Regions from separate parts of the Sus scrofa genome. Here region 1 is linked to region 2. Evidence: chromatin contacts called from public HiChIP or PLAC-seq data. All regions are on one chromosome and are shown on one strand. The core of a region is the stretch at or near the end of the contact, and the rest is flanking DNA. Distances in the headings are between cores, read along the strand shown.

Evidence for each region. HiChIP or PLAC-seq counts read pairs in DNA pulled down with a chosen protein or histone mark.
Region 1: an H3K27ac HiChIP or PLAC-seq map of skeletal muscle shows a contact between it and region 2. The contact joins two enhancer-like sites. A contact is called at or near these places in 2 of 2 datasets of contacts at active chromatin or transcription factors (alveolar macrophages and skeletal muscle).

What each region holds. Positions count from the first base shown.
Region 1 is chr17:59,046,121-59,051,677 of Sscrofa11.1, forward strand. GNAS (GNAS complex locus) reads left to right here. Exons shown (of 13, transcript NM_001130215.2): 6 at 1,818-1,915; 7 at 4,822-4,876; 8 at 5,012-5,085; 9 at 5,204-5,262; 10 at 5,374-5,494. All of the region lies in intron 2 of LOC110257458 (a long non-coding RNA gene), which reads right to left. Among named protein-coding and RNA genes, the nearest start is that of GNAS, 63 kb to the left of the region's middle. Within about 2 kb of position 3,716, at least 54 of the 83 cell types and tissues checked have an H3K27ac peak or open chromatin away from gene starts, as enhancers often do. A contact at or near this core is called in skeletal muscle, where this site is marked.
Region 2 is chr17:58,841,390-58,847,050 of Sscrofa11.1, forward strand. All of the region lies in intron 1 of STX16 (syntaxin 16), which reads left to right. Among named protein-coding and RNA genes, the nearest start is that of STX16, 3.9 kb to the left of the region's middle. Within about 2 kb of position 3,877, at least 8 of the 83 cell types and tissues checked have an H3K27ac peak or open chromatin away from gene starts, as enhancers often do. A contact at or near this core is called in skeletal muscle, where this site is marked.

The DNA.
Region 1 (5,557 bases), core at 2,466-4,965, 200 kb after region 2:
CACACCACCAGGGACCCCCCACGACACACACGCACCCCCAGGGACCCTCCCTCCAGCACACCTACCACCAGGGACCCCCCACAACACACACCTACCACCAGGGACTCCCCCCAGCACACACACCCCACCAGGGACCCCCCACAACACACACCCACCACCAGGGACCCCCCACGACATACACGCATCACCAGGGACCCTCCCTCCAACACATACCCCACCAGGGACCCCCCACAGCACACACATGCAGACCACCAGGGACCCCCCCACACCCTCAACACATACACAGGCGCACCTGCGTCAAAGCCTCCCTGCCGGCAGGACACTGCTGCTGGGCCAGGACACTGATGGGATTATTACTGAAACAACAGCAGCTAATCCTCATCATTCAGGCTTTCGTCAGGACGGGCAGGGGACGTTCTGCCACCCCTTGTAGATCTGCCCCCGGCCCCCGAGGAAACATCATGGCTCAGCTCTGCCGCTCTCACTGTATTCGACTGCACATTTTTATGAGCGAAAAAGTCCTGAGTTGTGGCAGCCTTAATTACTCCCTCCTGTACATCTTGTGACAAACAAAGCTGTGTACGAAGCACGGCGCCAGTGACCCTCGTCCGGCCGATGGACGGGACCCTGAGAAACCAAGGAACACAGGAGTACCGCGCCAGCTCTGGAGGTTTACAGATGCAGGACAGTCTCTTTTTAAACCATCTGCCCTTTAACCTTTGCTGAAGTCCTTGTCTGGGGGCAAGAGAAAGACGTTCACCTGCATCCCAACCCAGAGGCTGTCTTGTGTGCGCCCTGGCTGGCGAGCAGGGCCCTGTTGACAGGGTTTGCCTGCTTCAGAAAGGAAACTGCCCATGGTCCGAGCACAGAGGATTGGACCCCCTTGGGGGGAAGAAGAGTTTGTCAGAGGGCAGCGGGGAACAAGGTGGGACGATGGGCATGTCTGTAAGGCCCAGAAGCAGGAGGCTTGTCTGACTCGAAAACAATGGCGTATTGTTGCCATGGGTCAGGCTTTCGTGGGAATGTGTGTTTGTGTATTTTAAATGGGTTTGGCTGCAAACCGCTGCTAGTGAGGAAGCAGTGTTAGTGGGATGGCCAGGTGACATTTTCAAGATAGAAAAACCTTCACCTGGTAAACCCAGCACACGTAACGCCAAGGCTGGACTTGTGTTTCTGAGACGAGGAGAAAGAAGGCAGCCTGTTAGAAAGGCAGGGGACAGCGACATGCCGGCTGGTTGGTCCTCCGGCCACCGAGCTGCACACGCTTTTGATCTTTCTCCCTCTGAATTCACACTGGAGAGAGACCTTCTCTTTCCTTGTAAAGGGGAGCGTGCCCCCACGTGATGTGACCTGTGACCTGTGACCTACTGCCGTTGAGAACAACGCAGAGGTCGCTGGCCCTTGGCTTCTTCCTGGCAGACCGTCCCCAGAAGCACAGGGCAGACTGGCCAGCAGCTCCCGACCGTCATAGTTTTGGCCAAAGCTGAGAAAACGTGCCCCACAACCTCATCACAAAGACATGTCCTGTCCCCCCACCCAGAGCCTCCTGACCAGCTCACACCCTCCCGTAGAAGCGACTCTGAAGAAACCCAGTTCCTGGGCGGCCCAGTCCGGCCTCTCCCCCCCAGGCCCCCGACGCACAGGCTGATGACAACCCGGGAGCAGTAATTCTGGACTCGGGGGGGCCCTTGAGCCCGCCGACGTCCTGTAGGAACGCTCCTGCCTAAAGCTGCCTGGACATGGGGACCGGCCCTTGGGGTGGGTCTCCCGGGCGCCCTGCAGCCCCCTCCAACCCCTCTCCCTGGCCCTCCCTGCAGGAGTTCTACGAGCATGCCAAGGCTCTGTGGGAGGACGAGGGCGTGCGCGCCTGCTACGAGCGCTCCAACGAGTACCAGCTCATCGACTGCGCCCAGTAGTAAGTGCCCTCCCCGCCCGAGCCCCGCGGGGCACACCCCACACCTCCACTCCCACCGCCCCAAGGTACTTTCTTAGCAGCCAGCCAGGTAGTCTCACCTGCCTTGAGAAGGTTCTAGTCTGATGCATTTATCTTCTAGGGGCCTTCATGGCACGTTTTAGTGCAGCTACGTTATTTTATATAAACACTTAATGCCTGGCAGAGCAAAGTGATAATCACCTGCCATAAAGCCATGGTCGTCGTTAATTAGCTCAAAGTAATTAATTGAGTTGACCTGCAAGCATTTAGAGAGGTGGGACAGCTCTCACACTTCGGATAATGTGGCAATTTTGTATTGTATTTACCGCAACTGAAAAACGTGCCAAAGAGGAATGGTGAGGACAGACATGTGCTGCCCCCGCCCCAACCTCCCCACCGCCCGTAAGGGACCACAGCAGCTGCCAGGGTTCATCTCGCGTGGGCACCATGTTGGATGCCATTTCTTGTCCTTGTTCCTCATTCAAGGGGCCTCCCCTGCCAAGGGGTCCTTGCCCTGTCCTCCTGTCCCTTCAAGGCTCTCTTGCAGTGGGCCTGATGACGCCCAGCCGGGAGGCTGCCTTTAAGACAGCTTGACCACCTGTCTTACCCTGTGCATCGTGCGGTAGACACATGGCCTTCAGAGCCGTGAAAAATATCTCAAAGAGACCCTCTGTTTGCTCGTGTCGCACACATGTACCAAGCGGTCTCAGGCAACGTGCTCTCAAGTTGGACTGTCTTTTCTGACAATACGATAATCCTGTGTCAGCCCCTCGTGTAAGTAACTGAAACGCCAACAATTTGCTTTGGAAAATGTTCAGTAATCAGGACCCAGGGACGAGGCTGGCTCGCCAAAAGCTAAAATCGTGCATTACCCAGGAGCCCCGCGCCTGAGGAACTTGGGGCCACACAAAGCCAGCTCCCCAGAACCCCGTCATCTGCACAGCACCCGAGCTCCTCTTGGGGTCTGCGAAAGCTGTCCACGTCCCTTCACCGGCCCTGCTTTCCCACAGCAAGGGCACTCGATGCTTTTCACTTGTCACCCCTACAGCTATTTTGTGACTTAACACGCAAGCAAACTTGTATATTTTTTCAAGGAACAGAGAAACAGTCCATCTGGGCCGGTCGCCGTGACCCCCACCCCCACCCCTTCTTCAACAAAGTCCCTGATTTTCTCAAAAGTTTGAGCTTAAAGCTGGAAGTGCTAATTATAGTAACACAAAACACATGGAAATCCTGGAATTGTTTGCCTTTTGTTTTCTGGATCCAAGTCAGAAGCACAGGTACAGGATTAGGCAGCTTTGACCACCCCATTCTTAAGAGCCCTGGGGGGGCGGGGCGGGGTGTAACAACTTCATTAATTCAGTTTAGCCAGCTTTCTTTTTTTTTTTTTTCTTTTTTTTTTAAATCGCACACCATTTCAAAAGTTTTTTTTAAAAGTTTTTCGAAAGCCCTATCCACGCATGCCTGCAACTTTATCTGCAAATGGCAGCATGTGCACAGTTTATGGAAAGTTTTAAGGAAACTCCGAGAAAAAGAGAACAGAGCTTGACCCTTTTAAAATGTCTCCTTCCCCGGCCAGCCGCCTCCAGCAGCCCTGCCTTCTTCGTAGCCCGCCTGTTTCTGGCGTAACTGCCTTTAGGTTACGGCCGAGGTCCTGGGGACGTGCCCGTTCCTTAAGGTGCCTGTTTTTATTTGTTGAGCTGGGCTTTGGCTGGCCCCCCTCCAGATGTCTCTCTCACAAGATTTGGTGCTGATGAGCTATTTATAGACCTGTGGTTCGGTTGCCATGGCAACGTGCTGGAGGCCAGGGCGGCTGGGGAGCTATTTCTGGCCTGGTGCTGTAATGTAAGCCTGATTGGGCAAGTTAGTGTATCCTCGAAGCCAGACTCACTTTAAACTGGTGAAAAGGAAAGGGGGGGGGGCACCACCTTATAGAATTTCTTTAAATTTTTCTCGCTTTGATTTTCTTCTCTGATTAGCTCACTTTCCAACACCTCCCATCCCCCCTTCCCCCCCCCCCAAAAGCTGGTTTCCACATTAACTTTCCATGGTAATTACCTCAGTCCAGTCTTTTAAAAGTTATTTTTCCTAACAGTGTGTCCAGTCGGGCAACCCAAGCAAAGAGCCTCCCGACTCTGGGAGGGAGGAAGCATTCTCACCCCTAGACAGCCTTCTCACCCCTGAGACCCCCAGACCCCGCGCCGCCACGGTGCGCGCCCCCTGCCTGCCTGGGGCCCCAAACCTGGATGGCGGTGAGGTGCTTTGAAAGCTTCCTCTCTGGGCTGGTCTGCTTCACGGACCAAGCAGGACGGAAGGGAACTGGTGTCTGTTTCCTGTTCGGTGCGGTGCGGGCCGAGAGGGCCACTTCCTAAAAGGAGAGATACCCTTTCTGAGTTAATCCAGCAATCTCATCTTCATTCGTCCTTTGGGCGAAAAAAATCCTTGCTTCTTTTAAGCGTGCCCTTTTTTTTTTCTTCATTTTTTCAAAAACTCCCTGACATGGAAGTGTACAGTTTTCAAACGACTTGCCGTTTTAGTCAAAGCCAAACAATCTGAGGGTGTACTGTTTTACTCAGGCATTACCCAATGGCACACAGTCAGGCCTGATTTGGGGCCCTGGGCGGATGGATTTGCACAGAGCGAGTCTTTTCAAATTAAAACCAGATCAGATCCCCCCCCCCCAACTGGCCTGTGCTGTACCTGTAGGCCAGGGGTCCTGATTTATCTTAAATCCTATTTGCGCGAACCTTTGTAAGGCATCCGCTTGACCCTAATGAACTTCATGGGATGGTCGTTTTCGCTTAGCTGGACCTTGTGGCTGGGCAGGAATAGTGGGCAAATTGGCCTGAACGTGTGGTCACCCCCGTGTGTCTTTCTTCTGCTCCCAGCTTCCTGGACAAGATTGACGTCATCAAGCAGGCTGACTACGTGCCCAGCGACCAGGTATGCACCCCTTCTCACAGGGCAGAGGATGCAGAGTCTTCTTTCCAAGCCAGTCAGCATTTTTGCTCCAGGTTGGCAATGATTAACACTTGGGTTGGTTTTGGTGAGACCGCTTAATCTGAGACTTTGTTTTAGGACCTGCTCCGCTGCCGCGTCCTGACTTCTGGAATCTTTGAGACCAAGTTCCAGGTGGACAAAGTCAACTTCCAGTAAGTAAACGGTTCCTTTTTTTTAGAAAGAAAAATAGGTTTCTCGAGGTCCCCCCGCAGTGAGCATGGTGGACCATGGTAGCCCTTGTGGTGACCAGGCGTCCTCTCTCTCCTGCAGCATGTTTGACGTCGGTGGCCAGCGTGACGAGCGCCGCAAATGGATCCAATGCTTCAATGGTATGGAAGCCCTGGGCTTCTCCACTCTTTAAGGCTATTTCCCCCCGCCCCCGATGGTTCAGGCTCATGGTCACTCCTAACACTGCATCCTCTTTCTCTCTTGTGCCGAAGATGTGACCGCCATCATTTTCGTGGTCGCCAGCAGCAGCTACAACATGGTCATTCGGGAGGACAACCAGACCAACCGCCTGCAGGAGGCCCTGAACCTCTTCAAGAGCATCTGGAACAACAGGTTTGTGCGGTGACCCCCCGGCGTCCTCCCCACGGAGCTCGAGGCCCTGGATCTGCATGGTGC
Region 2 (5,661 bases), core at 2,627-5,126:
ACGAGGAAGGAGCTGGTGTTTTATTATTTTTTTTTTCCCCCCCTGTTTTCTTTTAATGGCCTCGCAGCCCTCTGGGTGGCCGTGTTCCCTGTGAATAATTGCTTCCCTGTTTTTTTCCTGGGGGCTCTTTTTGTGAGGCTGTAAGGTGCTAGCTTCCTCGTTTACCATTCCCAGACAGGAAATTAAGCGTTCCCCTCCATGCGAACTTTAAAAACAAAAAGACAAACAAAAAAACCAGGGCGTGTATGTGAAAATTAAACCCCCCGCCCCAATAGCACAGGGTTTTCTATTTAATTCACCTGAACCTTTCCTTAGCCCAGCAGTAGAATCTTTTACTGGGGAGGGCCTGGGAAGATGACTGTTGTGGGGGTTTGTTTGTTTTGGCTGAGGGTTACTTTCCCTTTTCTGAACCTCAGTTTCCTGCTCTGTTGAATAAGGGGGTGAGAGGGGGTGGGCTCGGGGAGAGGGCCTTGGTGGGCTCTGTGCTGTCTTGAATTGGAAGGTGAAGGAAGACCTGAAACTATAGTCTGTCGTGGGCTCCTTGCTGGAGCCAGGCTGAGTCTGAAAAGAAGCGCATTGGAGAAAGAGCCAGTGGAGTCTGGCTGAGACCGTATTCTTGGGGGTTATACTGGACACACTCAGTTTGGGGGACCTCACCCTTGTTTCACCTCTTAGGGACTGTTTTCCCCTTTTCGTTTTTTTCTTTATGACTTGATCTAAATGCTTCAGAAGAATTATGCCATCTGTCCTGCTCAGTGGCAGAGCGCCTGCAAAGGCAGTTTCTTCCCTTTTGTAAATCACAAGTGCAGAATGTCTTTGGCCATCTTGCTTATAGAGAAAAGCTGTTTTAAACTGTGTGAGCAATTTTAGGCATAAAATCACAGTCAATTTAGGTCAAAAAGCATAGAAAATGGGGTGTTTAGGCTTTCATTTGCTCAGGAATTTGAAGGTTTTTTACATTTGTACACTGAAAGAAATGGGATTTTATTGAAGTAAGTGCAAAAGGGAAAAGGGCTAATTCTAGCGCTGATTTTGAAAAGAATGTTCTGAAATAAGCCAAGACGGAGAGCGTAGAATTGAATGGGAAAAAAAAAAAAAAATTCCTTAAGGGAACTTTAGTTTTGTTAAATAGGATGTAAAAATTAAATGGTTCCTTAAATGGCTTGATTTTATGCTACCTCATGGGGGGAAAAAAAAAGCCAGAATTAAAACTCTTGTTAAGATTTCTAAGATATCAGTTTTAACTGATTTTAAAACATAATATTTGCCTTAAAATGTTTAATCATTTAAGGTTCAAAATACACTGAACCGTTGGATAGCAGGAGGCTTTTTTTCTTTTTTAATCATTGGGTCAGATGGTATAAAAATCTGGTGTCTAATAAGACGGGCAGCTTTTTAAAAGTGCATCTCTAAGTCAAAACCTGTTTTTAAAATGGTTTGCTAAGTTAGGCAATTTAAAAAATATATAAACTAAGTCAATTTAAAATATGTAGCTAAAATACACAATTTGGAAAAATAGATATGTCAGAAAATGCACAGATGTATTTAGCTATCTCCTACATATTTTTGAAAATAGATTTCTAACTCAAACTGAAAAAACATGTCTAAGGCAGAACACTAGAAAATATTTTCTGTGTATTACACCATGTAACATGTTAACACATATTGGTTTGACTATTTAAAATCTTTTTCAGATCATTTTTAAGCAATTGGATCATTTAAAATATCTTTGTAGTTGGTTCAGACTATTTAAAAAATAGATTTACAATTAAACAAAAATGGTTTGCCTAAGTCAGAATTAAAAATAAATCACACATTTATATTTTTTAATTGTGTGCATTAAAAACACACGGCATGTCATAAATTTCTGAAGTGTTTAGGGGTGAACTATTAGATTCTCAGCTTGCTCAAAATTGATTCTACAGAAATCATTTCTCAGCGCACACGCAGGCACGCGCGCGCGCACACACACACACACACAATCATATAGCAAGATGCTAACGTGACTAAATGGAGGGTGTGATATTTTCATCTTTTCTGGAAATTAGAAAAATGTTATAAATATTTTGGGGGAGAAGCATATCAGAAATTTTTAAAAACTTCATTGAATAACTGATGTAATGTTTTTCATTACATATCTAACTCATATAAATTTAAAAACCCCATTTCTGACTTGTAAATTTCAAAATCATGTAGCAAATTAAACAAAATTAGAGCTATCAGATTTGAATATGGACTGGGTTTTAGGTGATATTAAGAAATTATTAGTGAATTAAACTAATTATAATTAAGTACATTTGTTAGTTTTATTAGAGAGAGCTAATGAAATGTCTAGTATTAAAATGTCAGAATATCACTTATTTTATACACTTAGCCCCCCAGTAAAGGAAACAAAGTAGGCGAAGTGTTACTCACTGTTACGTCTCCTGATGAATTTGTGGAGGGACAGTGTCCATACTTTTCTTTTCTGTATGTTTGAAAAACTGTAAATAAAAGCAAAAAATAAGTAAATACCTGTCATGTTAAAAACACAAATAAAACAATTCCAAGACAATTTGTATATATTTATCTAAAATCCAGGTAATTAAAAGAGGAAGGAACTAAATTCTAGAGTGTCAATTAATTTAAAAAATCATAAACTGAAATGTCTAGCTCCTAGTTTGAAGAAGAAGCTATAGAAGTTGATTTTGGAGTGTGTCTTTGTTATCTCACAATTAGAAAGAAGTTGCCTCTAAAGTAATAGGTTTTTTGGGTTTTTTTTTAGTTTTAAATCTGAATTTTCACATCCTGATTTTAGGTGAGAGCTGTGGAAACTGTCAGGTGGTGTCTGTGCGTGCGTGTGTGTATCACACTCTGCAAAACCAAGCACACGAAAAGTCATGTCATTGAAAACATTTAAAGTCCTTTTTTTTTGTATCCTAGTTGGAGGGAAAGCACTAGTGGTGGGTGGGTGGTGGTGGTGGGGTTGCTGTGTGTACCTCTACACACATACACTAAAACATGTTTGTGCAGCACTCAGGCAAACGTGTCACACAGCTAAGCAGGAATTTAAGGAGGATGTGCAGTGACAAAACAAACACAAAGTCTCCAGGGCCAGGAGGGGACCTAAAGGTCATTTGACCCAGTATCCCCTCTGTGATAACCCTGTGCCCGCCTGCCTTGACCACACTCTGCAATGGCCGATAGGAAATTCCAGCAGCCCTCACGCCACCTCTTGAACCACCAGAAAAGACTTTGCCTCTATTAACCCCATCTTTGTCTGCATTTGCATCCTGTGGTCCTTGCTCTGGGTCTGGGCCCCAGGGTCTCTGACACAGGAAGCCTCTGCCTTCTTCTGCGTGATAGATAGCCCTGCAGCCTGCTCATTCCCCGAGCTTTCTCTAGCTTAGCAGCCCCGGCTCAGGCATCGAGGTTAAGTTTCTTGCCTATGAATGATGTCTAAGTTTCCCTGTGTGTTTTTTTAAAGTCCAGCACGCAGAACTGAACAGAAACCCACTTAATTGTGTTCTTGGTTGTATTGCCATTAATAAAACTAATTGTTAAAAGCAGAAAGGGGGGTTGATCTTTAGACCGTCAGCAACATGCAGCTGTTGGCATTTCTCATGCCTTCTGTTTTGGCCTCAGTTTTGGGTGCCCGATCACACTGCTGTCTCAGGGCAGCATGAAAGAAAAGGAAGAGCCTGGACTCCCCGAAATCTGGGGATTTAGGGCTAAGTCTCCCTCTGTGGCCGACTCAGAACATAGGTCTTTAGGCTTTTAATCGCTTCTGACATCCTTTACCTAATTTGTAAATTGAGGGTTTGAGCTAGGTGATTTCTAGTGGCCCTGTGGATTCAGCAGTGCTCTCTGGAGTTCTCATATGATACAGTGTTTCTCCAGACCAAGGCTGGCAGCCTTAGCTTTAATTTGAAAGGGAGAAAAACACTGTCAACAACCTCGTGCTGCCTGCCAGCCCCACGTTCCCGCAAGAGCCCTCCGAAGTAGCTCCAATGCCATGAGGAAACTTTGGCCTTCTGTGTGCCAAGTGCAGGTTTAAGGCAGCCCCTCCTTCAAGCGGCCACAGGCAGCTTAGCTTTAAGAAGGCAAAGCGAATTTACGACGTTAAATAATCATCAAAAAAAACGTGGAAAGTCTTACCCGAACGAATGAACGTAGACGTTGAGGTGCTGTTCTCATCTGATGAGGTGCAGTGCGACGTGTGTGATTGCCTTTGATCTCCTGAAATAGATCTCATAGAGGGATCTGAGCTACTTTGTGGTGTTTACAGCCTAATCTATTCTCTGCTGTAAAATAATGCACAATCTATAAAGGGAAGCTAGAGTTAATTGGTCTTAGATTCGTTTGAAAGTAGCACATTATTTTTAATAATACCCAGTGTGCTTTTGGGGGGGGCAGCTGAGGATTAACTATGGTCATAAGAAACCCAAGGTCCTTCTTCGGTCTTGACTGTAACATTAGCTAAGATTTATTGAGCGCTTGCCACATGCCTGCACTGGGCTTAGCCCTTTCCACGTGCAGCCTCGTTTCATCCTCAGTGAGCTCTAGCAAATGGGTGCTGTCGCTTTTTTCATGATACAGATCCGGAAACTGAGGTTTTGAGGAGTCAGGAAACTTACCCAGGGTTTGCCTACCTTGCAGGGAGCTGGGATGGGATCTCAGGCCAAGCTCGATCCAGAGCTCTGTCTCCTGCTGGGCCACGGTGGGGCTGGCTGCTTTGCCCGGACTTGGGCCTCTGGTCCTGGAGAATGGAAGCACTCTTCTTTTTTTTTTTTTTTTTTCCTCCTTACAATAGGATTGCATCTTTATCTTACTTTATAACCATACATAGTCATCTTTAACTTGCATATTGAATGTTCTACGTTTTCGTCCCCGTTGAGTCTGTTGGAAAATTAGTTCTCTTTCTGTAGAATCCAAGTATGAAATCATTGTATATTTCTCTTTAGATCTATTTGCTTTTCTGCCTCTAAAGATTCCATTTGAGCAGAGAGGCTTACTTGAGAATAAGGGTACTTTGTTGGATAAAAGTGAGGCAAACTTTTATTTTGGCAGTAACGGAAATAAAGTAAATATCACTATAGCATAGACCTGTATTTCCAACTCATTTTGCTCAACTTTTCCAGACTTCCTGAGTAAACACAGATGGCTTTCCACTTATTTTTCAGTTTTATGTAGAAAGTTCTTTAGACTATAAATTCCACATGCTACTTGGAGTTTTCAGTATTTGCTTGATTGTATGCCATTGGCAGGTCAGAAACCTAGATTTAGACGTTATAAAGATTTAGAAGCTGATGAAGTGTAGTAACGTGTTTTCATTGGGCTCTGTTTTGGTTTTTCCTGGTGGTAACTCTAAATGTTTTAGTTCAGGTCTTAAGTTGGTGGCAGGGGGAGTTTTGAAAGCCTCCTATTTTTAAGTAGTGAAATGGGGGGGGGGTGCTCTTCAAGAAGATGGCCTTCTGAGCTGAGTTCTCAGCTGCCCATCACTAGTAATCTCCTGGACTGTTAATAAAATTAGAGAGACTGGAAGGTGGAAAGAGGCCTGAACACCTGAATCTGTCCCCATCTCAGCCCCCTGACTTCAGGGAAATGGATTTATATATTCTGCAGCTTGATTTTCCTGTTTGTGTTTAAAAAAAAAGGCCATGAGTCTGATTTCACCTGTTA